2 separate regions of the Gossypium hirsutum genome follow, and region 1 is linked to region 2. A link is a contact called in public Hi-C data. All regions are on one chromosome and are shown on one strand. Each heading gives the region's core, a stretch centred on a gene start, on an enhancer-like site or on the middle of the called end of the contact. The rest is flanking DNA. Distances are from core to core; before and after follow the strand shown. Region 1 has its middle 3.4 kb from the start of LOC107953266. Region 2 holds the start of LOC107953271.

Evidence for each region. Hi-C and Micro-C count contacts between places; a contact is called where the count stands out from the background.
Region 1: a Hi-C map of leaf shows a contact between it and region 2, with 2.4 times the contacts expected there. The contact joins the enhancer-like site here to the promoter of LOC107953271 in region 2. A contact is called at or near these places in 9 of 34 Hi-C or Micro-C datasets (callus, hypocotyl and leaf).

Annotation. Positions count from the first base shown.
Region 1 is chrA07:20,615,900-20,619,481 of Gossypium_hirsutum_v2.1, forward strand. No RefSeq gene overlaps it. Among protein-coding and RNA genes, the nearest start is that of LOC107953266, 3.4 kb to the left of the region's middle. Within about 2 kb of position 1,857, at least 1 of the 9 cell types and tissues checked has an H3K27ac peak or open chromatin away from gene starts, as enhancers often do. A contact at or near this core is called in leaf, where this site is marked.
Region 2 is chrA07:20,556,700-20,560,330 of Gossypium_hirsutum_v2.1, forward strand. LOC107953271 reads left to right here and starts at 1,642. Exons shown (of 7, transcript XM_016888515.2): 1 at 1,642-1,833; 2 at 2,118-2,385; 3 at 2,791-3,044; 4 at 3,574-3,631. The coding sequence starts at 2,793.

The sequences.
Region 1 (3,582 bases), core at 607-3,106, 59 kb after region 2:
ATTCTTCATTTTGTTTCATACATATTTTTGTACATCATTTTATTTTGTGTTATGATCATGTATATTATTTTTTATTATTATTCATTATCCATGCTTAAAGAATTTTTTATTACATTATACCTAGAATGATTGTTAGACATATTAAGCAAAGTTTATTGTATTTCGAGTATATTATTTCATATTTATTATTTTTTATAATGCATTAAATATTTCATTAATTTTTAAATGAATAAACATGTTTTTTAAGCAAATTTCTAAATTTCAATTATTTAAAGTTTTTGAAATAAGGCAATATCTAATATTTGGGGAATTCGAAAAAATTGTGCTCAATCGTACTGGGTATGACTTTTCCGACGAACCAAATATTTAGATAACCTTTTATACTTTTAATGTATAAGTTTTTTTTTAAAAATTCGAAAATCGATCGTATCTTAAAGGTATAAGGGATTGTATCTAATCGTACTGGGTATGAAACTGCATATCTTCGGAACGAGAAATTTTTGACAGCTAATTTGAGCTATTAAATTTTTTTTATATACTTCGAAAAATATTTTTTGATCTAAGGACAACATCAAATCAATTTGGTACCAGTTTTTGGGCGTAATGAGGGTGCTAACCCTTCCTCATCCGTAACCGACTCCCGAACCCGTTTTTCTTTATTTCTCCTAAACCAAATTTATTTTTCATTGAATAAAGCGTTTTTAATAGGTGGTCTAATCACATCTAAATCAAGAAATTGGTGGCGACTCCACACTCGGTTTTAAAAGTCGATTCCCATTGTTTTTTAAAATAAAAAAAGGGTTTCGACATTTTCTATTTCACAATTATAACTACTTCTTGACTTATTAATTTGTTATTTTCATTGATATACTGCTAGTTATATTTGTTTGCATGGTATAACATTCTAATTCCTACAAAGTATATAAGTTAATTTTCTTAAAACTCAGGTTAGATTATTTTCTATATTTTATATTGGATGAATATTTTAGTGAAAATTTATCTACATTTTATTTAGTTTATACTTTATATTAGTATGATTGAATCACATGAAATAGTAAACTTAGAGTTTACTGGTCCAAATTATATTAATTAGTTGGTATGATCAGTTAGATCATCCCAACAAAAAATGATACAATAAATGAGGATTTACATGAATTTTTATTAAAGCACCTAGAGATTCTTCATTTTAAAGATTTTGAAGTCTCATTTGTTCTCAAAGAAGATTTATTAGAACTTCACTAACAAAAGTTGAGATTGAATCACTTGTATTTCTAAAAGAAATATAAACCCAATTATCTAGAAAGTGAATGTTTTGATAAAATTTTGATAGATACATCTACAAGATAATCACATGTGAGTTATCAACTCACAACATTCCATGTGCGAGATTACTTGTTTAATATTTTACTTAAGAACAAAACTTTTAAATTATGCAATCGAGACAATTATTGTTAATGTTGGTGAGTTTATTTCTTAAACTTTTAATGATTATTGTTACTCATAATTCATGCATTTTAGACCCTTATCATTTTACTTTTCTTTGTTCTTCAAGTGGAAAATCATGTTTGAGCTTTGTTTATAAATTTAGTTTTATTATTAATTACATTTTTATTTTTCTCGTATTTGCTTTGATTAGTTATAAAGGATTACTTTGGCATCCTTGTGACTTTAATTAGGTAAATACGAGCTTTGAATGCAATGTCAAGAATTGTTGAGAGCGAAATGAACGAATATAAGGAGACCTGAACGGAAATGAATAAGCTGCTGCCCAGTCGCGCCCCATCCTAGCCTTGGTGCCCTAGCTTTCAAACCAGCTACTCCGTACCACGTGACTATGCCCCCGATGCAGTAAGCTCGGGCGGCCCTGCACCATGTCGTTGAGCCGCGGTGCCAACTATCGCCACGTGGAATTTTTTTGTTTTGACTCCAGACTCAAGGCTATTTTGTCTTTTTAAATATAATGCTTAAACTTGTATTGTAGCCCTGATTTTTGTTAGATAAACCTTATAAATAGGATCTTTTGGAGGATTAGAAAACTTTTTAGCTATATTGAATATCGGGCATCTTGCGAACTGATTTTTTTGGCGTTTTCTTATTCCATGGATTGCTAAATCCTCTCTTTCTAATTGAAGGTTAATTGAAGTTTGATTCGATGGATCTGTGAGACTTAATTTTCACTTTAAATCCCCTTTTTTTTTCTTTCGTATTTATACATATTTTGTTATAATTACAATTGCTCAGGTTTATTAAATATTCAGTTGATATTTGATTGCTTAGAACGCTTGTCTTGTCAATTAGAATAATTAAATTTGTAATTTTTTATTTCATTATAATACCAGTGATAACTCGTTTATGTTGTAGTTCAAAATTATTGTAACAACCCGTTTTTCAGTAATTTCGGGACCACAATTCCGATAAGTGAGCTCGTAAATATTATTATATAATATTTACGAGTCCAATACTATGATAAAGTGAATTTTATTTGATACTTTGTATTTAATTGGATAATTAGTTAAGTGCAAGTCGGTTGTCCTTAAAGTCAAGTAATTTTGAAAAACGAGGTATTAGGACCTCGTTTTCATAAATCGAGCCTAAAAATATTTTATTAAATATTTACGGAGTTGATATATAGGTGTATTAAATTTTGGTCTAGAAATTTTAACATTTGGATAATTAATTAAAGAAAAAAGACTAAATTATAAAAACGTAAAACCTAATCACTATTAAATTATATTGATTAAATGGTTTAATTAGTAAATATAGGAGGACTTATGAGACAATTAGGCCATCATCATGGTGGGTGGACGGTTAATGGTGCTTTTGGATTAAATTATTTGTTAAAATTATATGTTTATAATAAAAATAAGTAAAAAACATAATAACATTTTCATCATCTTTTTCTTCTCCATTGAAAACCGAAACACAATGGATGAACCTTCAAAAGCTTTCGGCCATCTTTCTTTACTTTGCATAGAATGAATTTTTTATCGATTTCTTGTAATCTTAATGTTTTTGAGATTGTTGCAACTAAGTTCAGTTAATTCGTATCTCTATTTTTAAAATTATTAAAGTTTTTTAAAATTACCATAATGATTTTTGAATGTTCTTAATATTAAATGTAAAATTTTGAAGCTTGGAAATGTTTCAGGACTATTTTGTTAAAGTGGATTTTGTTAGTTTTGCATTCAAGGACTAATATGTAAATATGTTAAACTTAGCATGCACATATTGCAATTTTCAAGTGATTGAAGGTTAATTATGGATGCAATCAGGATCGGTTACGTATATTGGGACTTAAATTTGAAAGTTATGATAAGTTTGACTTTAGGGACTAAATTAAATAAAATGTAAAAGTTTAGGGGTAAATTTGTAAAATATGATAAAAAAGGATTAAAATGCATAAATTTAATAATTTATGTGGTTTAAATTGATTTAATTGAATTAAACTATGCTTTGCATGATAAAAAATCTCATCGATCGGAAGATGTACGAGGAAAATGAAAAATTACCTATTAGTCCCTAATAGTTAAATTACTTTGACAGGTAAGTTGATACTACTATCTGTGGTTACAGTTCGTTATT
Region 2 (3,631 bases), core at 392-2,891:
TTTTCATTCGTATTTGTTGCTTAATTTGAATTTAACCCAACACATCTTAGAATAAAAATTCTATATAAATGCATTTCATCCTCAATATGAATTTTTATTTATTAATGTATTATTATATATTTAAATCTAATAATAAAAATTCTTAAAATAATTAATTACATTTAAAATAAAAGTAATAAACCTAAAATAAAATCTACAATATTAAATAGGATTATATTTGATATAGCGTGAGTGTATGAGTCCCATGCATTATCAATAAACCATAATTTATCACCTTGTTAATTAACAAAATAAAAGAAAATTAGAGGAATTAAAAATAAATATTAATAAATTTATTTAAACCTAATTACAATTTTCTTTTCTTCTTAACTCTCCCATGACTTCATTCAAGACCAGACACTCCTTCACCTTATTTCCTCCCATTCAAAGACAGTAATCTAAAAAGAAAATATGTTGAAATTAACTACAACACATTGAAGTCCAATTGACAGTAGCTAAGTATAATAATTAATAATTTATAGTTGAAACATGTGAGGTAATTGGCAATATATTTGAAGGAAATTTGTGAAAATTTGAAAGAGCAATATTTTGATACTAACAACGATAGCTTTGGGTGGCAACAAAGCAGTAGCCTAAATCGAAGCCAAAGATAGGAGCTATGGCGACAATAATTGGAGCACTGCATTGACTACCTTTGAAGGAGATTTATCGGTTGAAAATAGAGACGACGATAATTGTAGATGGAAGGAAAAGCTCATCCTCTTCCTGCAATTTTTGAAAATTGAATTATCTTATAATACTAAAGTGATCCCTAAAAATATTACAGAAATTAGTGCTATTGGCTTCTTTCAAATCTAAATCATTATTTTCAAAAAGGTTTCTATCTCCATCAAAATAGCAAGTGTCTCCTCTTTCTGTAGCGAAGGAAGCCGATTGGGTAAATTCATAACTTCAAAAAATATCTAAAGAAGAAAAGAAAATTGTAATTAATTTTTAATTAGGTTTAAATAAATTTAGTAATATTTATTTATAAGTCTTTAAATTTTATTTTATTTTATTAATTAACGGCTTGACAAATTGTTATGCATGAAGGGTATATCAAATATAATTTAAAATTTGTATTTACATATAAATATATTTATATACATATAATTATAAAATATTTGAAAAATATTAATAAATCTAAAATCATACATCAAAACACATCAATATAAATATATTATGATATATCCACACTTGCATTTTCAAACTTGAAGTTTTTAATACAGCAATTAAATAGAAAATTTAGTGATTAAACATATTACATTCTAAAACAAAATTACGGATGGAAATCATATACTTCCAAATATAAATTATAGCAACAAAAACAAACCAGAATCATCTATCACCCATATCTTCAACAGTTACTTTGCTCAGGATAAAGTTTCGAATTTTCACCAAATCAACCTTGGCATGATTAATTTCGGAGAACGTAATGGTAGGGGTAATATCACCTCATTTTTCTAAACAAATTAAAATGATTATTATCCTTAAAATCTCTGACTCACTGGTGCACAATCCTACAAAGTTCCAAGCTTGAAACAACAGTCAAAATGACAGATTTGGAGACTAGTAGTTTTAGTTTTGTTTTTGTCGGACGCATGGCACGTTTCTTGCAATGACAAATATCACTTGGCACTATCAAAAACAGTAAGGACTTGGGTCCTTTTCAGCAAATGGGATTTTGCTTTCTTATAATTATTTGAAGTCTTGACCGGATTAAGAAAAAGGTCTCAGCTGCATCTGCCAGAGCTCACACCACAGCTAACAGTGTCAAATCCAGATCATTTCCAGGTTGGGGTTTTTAGTTTCCTTTTATTTCTTCATCTCTTCCTATCTAATTGTTTCTTGGAATTTCTGGATATTATCTATCTATTTCGGATCAACTCTTTGTTTTAGAGTATTTATGAGTAAAATGATATGAATGGTTTCCTATTTGTTAGTTACTGGCTACTTAGGAAACTTCCAATTTTGATTTGGTTGTTATGAACTTGAACTACTGGAAATAAATCTTATTTGAAAGTTGTAATATGAAATATTGGGATATTTATGATTGTGCTTTCTCTTAATTTCTGCAGGTCCTGAACCAATTAGTCATTAGGTTTTAATTTGTAGCTAACTTTCCTACTTTGGCTGCTGCTGTTGCTTCCTTCCTGTTCTGCTGTAGTTCTAGTAGTGTTGGCTGAGGGAAGTTTCATTGATCCCCAAAAAGTGGATTGCAATAGGCAGATATTTGTCTGCATTAAGGACATGGTTGCATTATCTAAATTTCACATATACTATTGGATAAAGGCTCGCTTGATTATGTAGGGTTTATAATTTGAAAATCACCCATGTTTTAAGCACGTAAGCAATCAGCTTCCCTTTAGATCCCCTTATTCCGTGAATAGCTAGCTGGCTGTATTTTTTCCCAGAACTTGAAATCAATCCGTCTGTTTGGCTCTGTATGTTGTGGCCTGCTTTCATTCCATCTACTTTTTTCTCAAGAAAAAAACATAGAAACTTAGAAGCACAAAACAATGGCTGAGGATTTCCCCATTATTATTCTGTTAAAGTGATACTGTTACCTACGAATTTTTGAAGAACCCCAGGAGCCATAAGCACGTTTTGCTTACCATTTTCTCTATTCATACGCTTTCAACATTCCCTATATTTTCAACTTGCTTTGGATGAATATGAAACCGGGTAAAAATCTTCCTCTTTCTTGAATTATGTGATATGATGGATTTATGGTGTTTTCTCCCTTTGCAGCAATGATTGCCCCTATAGCGGTAGCTTTCACAGTGGGCCTCCTGGGATGGACTTATCGAGCATTAAAGCCGCCCCCTCCAAAGATATGTGGCTCACCCGATGGGCCTCCTGTCACTTCTCCCAGAATTAAGCTCAGTGATGGGAGGCATTTGGCTTACAGGGAAGCTGGAGTTCCCAGGGAAGAGGCTAAGTACAAAATAGTTGTCATTCATGGCTTTGGCAGCTCCAAAGATCTGAATTTACCTGCATCTGAAGTATGAACTTTTGGTTATTTACAATTTTGCATACCTTATCATATCTTGTTCTAAACTTGTTAATGGAGTTTTTACTTTGTTACAAATTCTGAAATTTTACATGGAAGGATGACCGGTAGTTTGCAATATTGCGACAGACTATGCACTACATTTATGAGCACTTCTATCATCTCTAGGGGACATGATCTTTGTTACCTTAAACCGATATCAAGATATAAAGTAGGTTTTATGTTTTGATCTTCTATCATCTCTAGGGGACATGGTCTAGTAATATATTTTTTGAAGTCTTGTGTTGTAAGTGTAAAACTATATATGGTAATACTTGAGAGTTGCTAATTAGTGAAAGGGTATGGGTCAGACTTCTTCCGTTTCATCCCTGGAAGATCCCTGCTTTGGTGGGCCATGACTAGTTTATGACCCATTATGTTGTTTCAGCAACTGCTTGATTTTAGTTTTTATCTTCAGAAAGCTTAAGTTTTTTTTTTGAAAAGAAGATACTGTGACTTCAGTATTGTGGTTTGGTTTTCAGGAACTTGTAGAGGAACTCAGGATCTATTTCCTTTTCTTCGATAGATCAGGTTATGGAG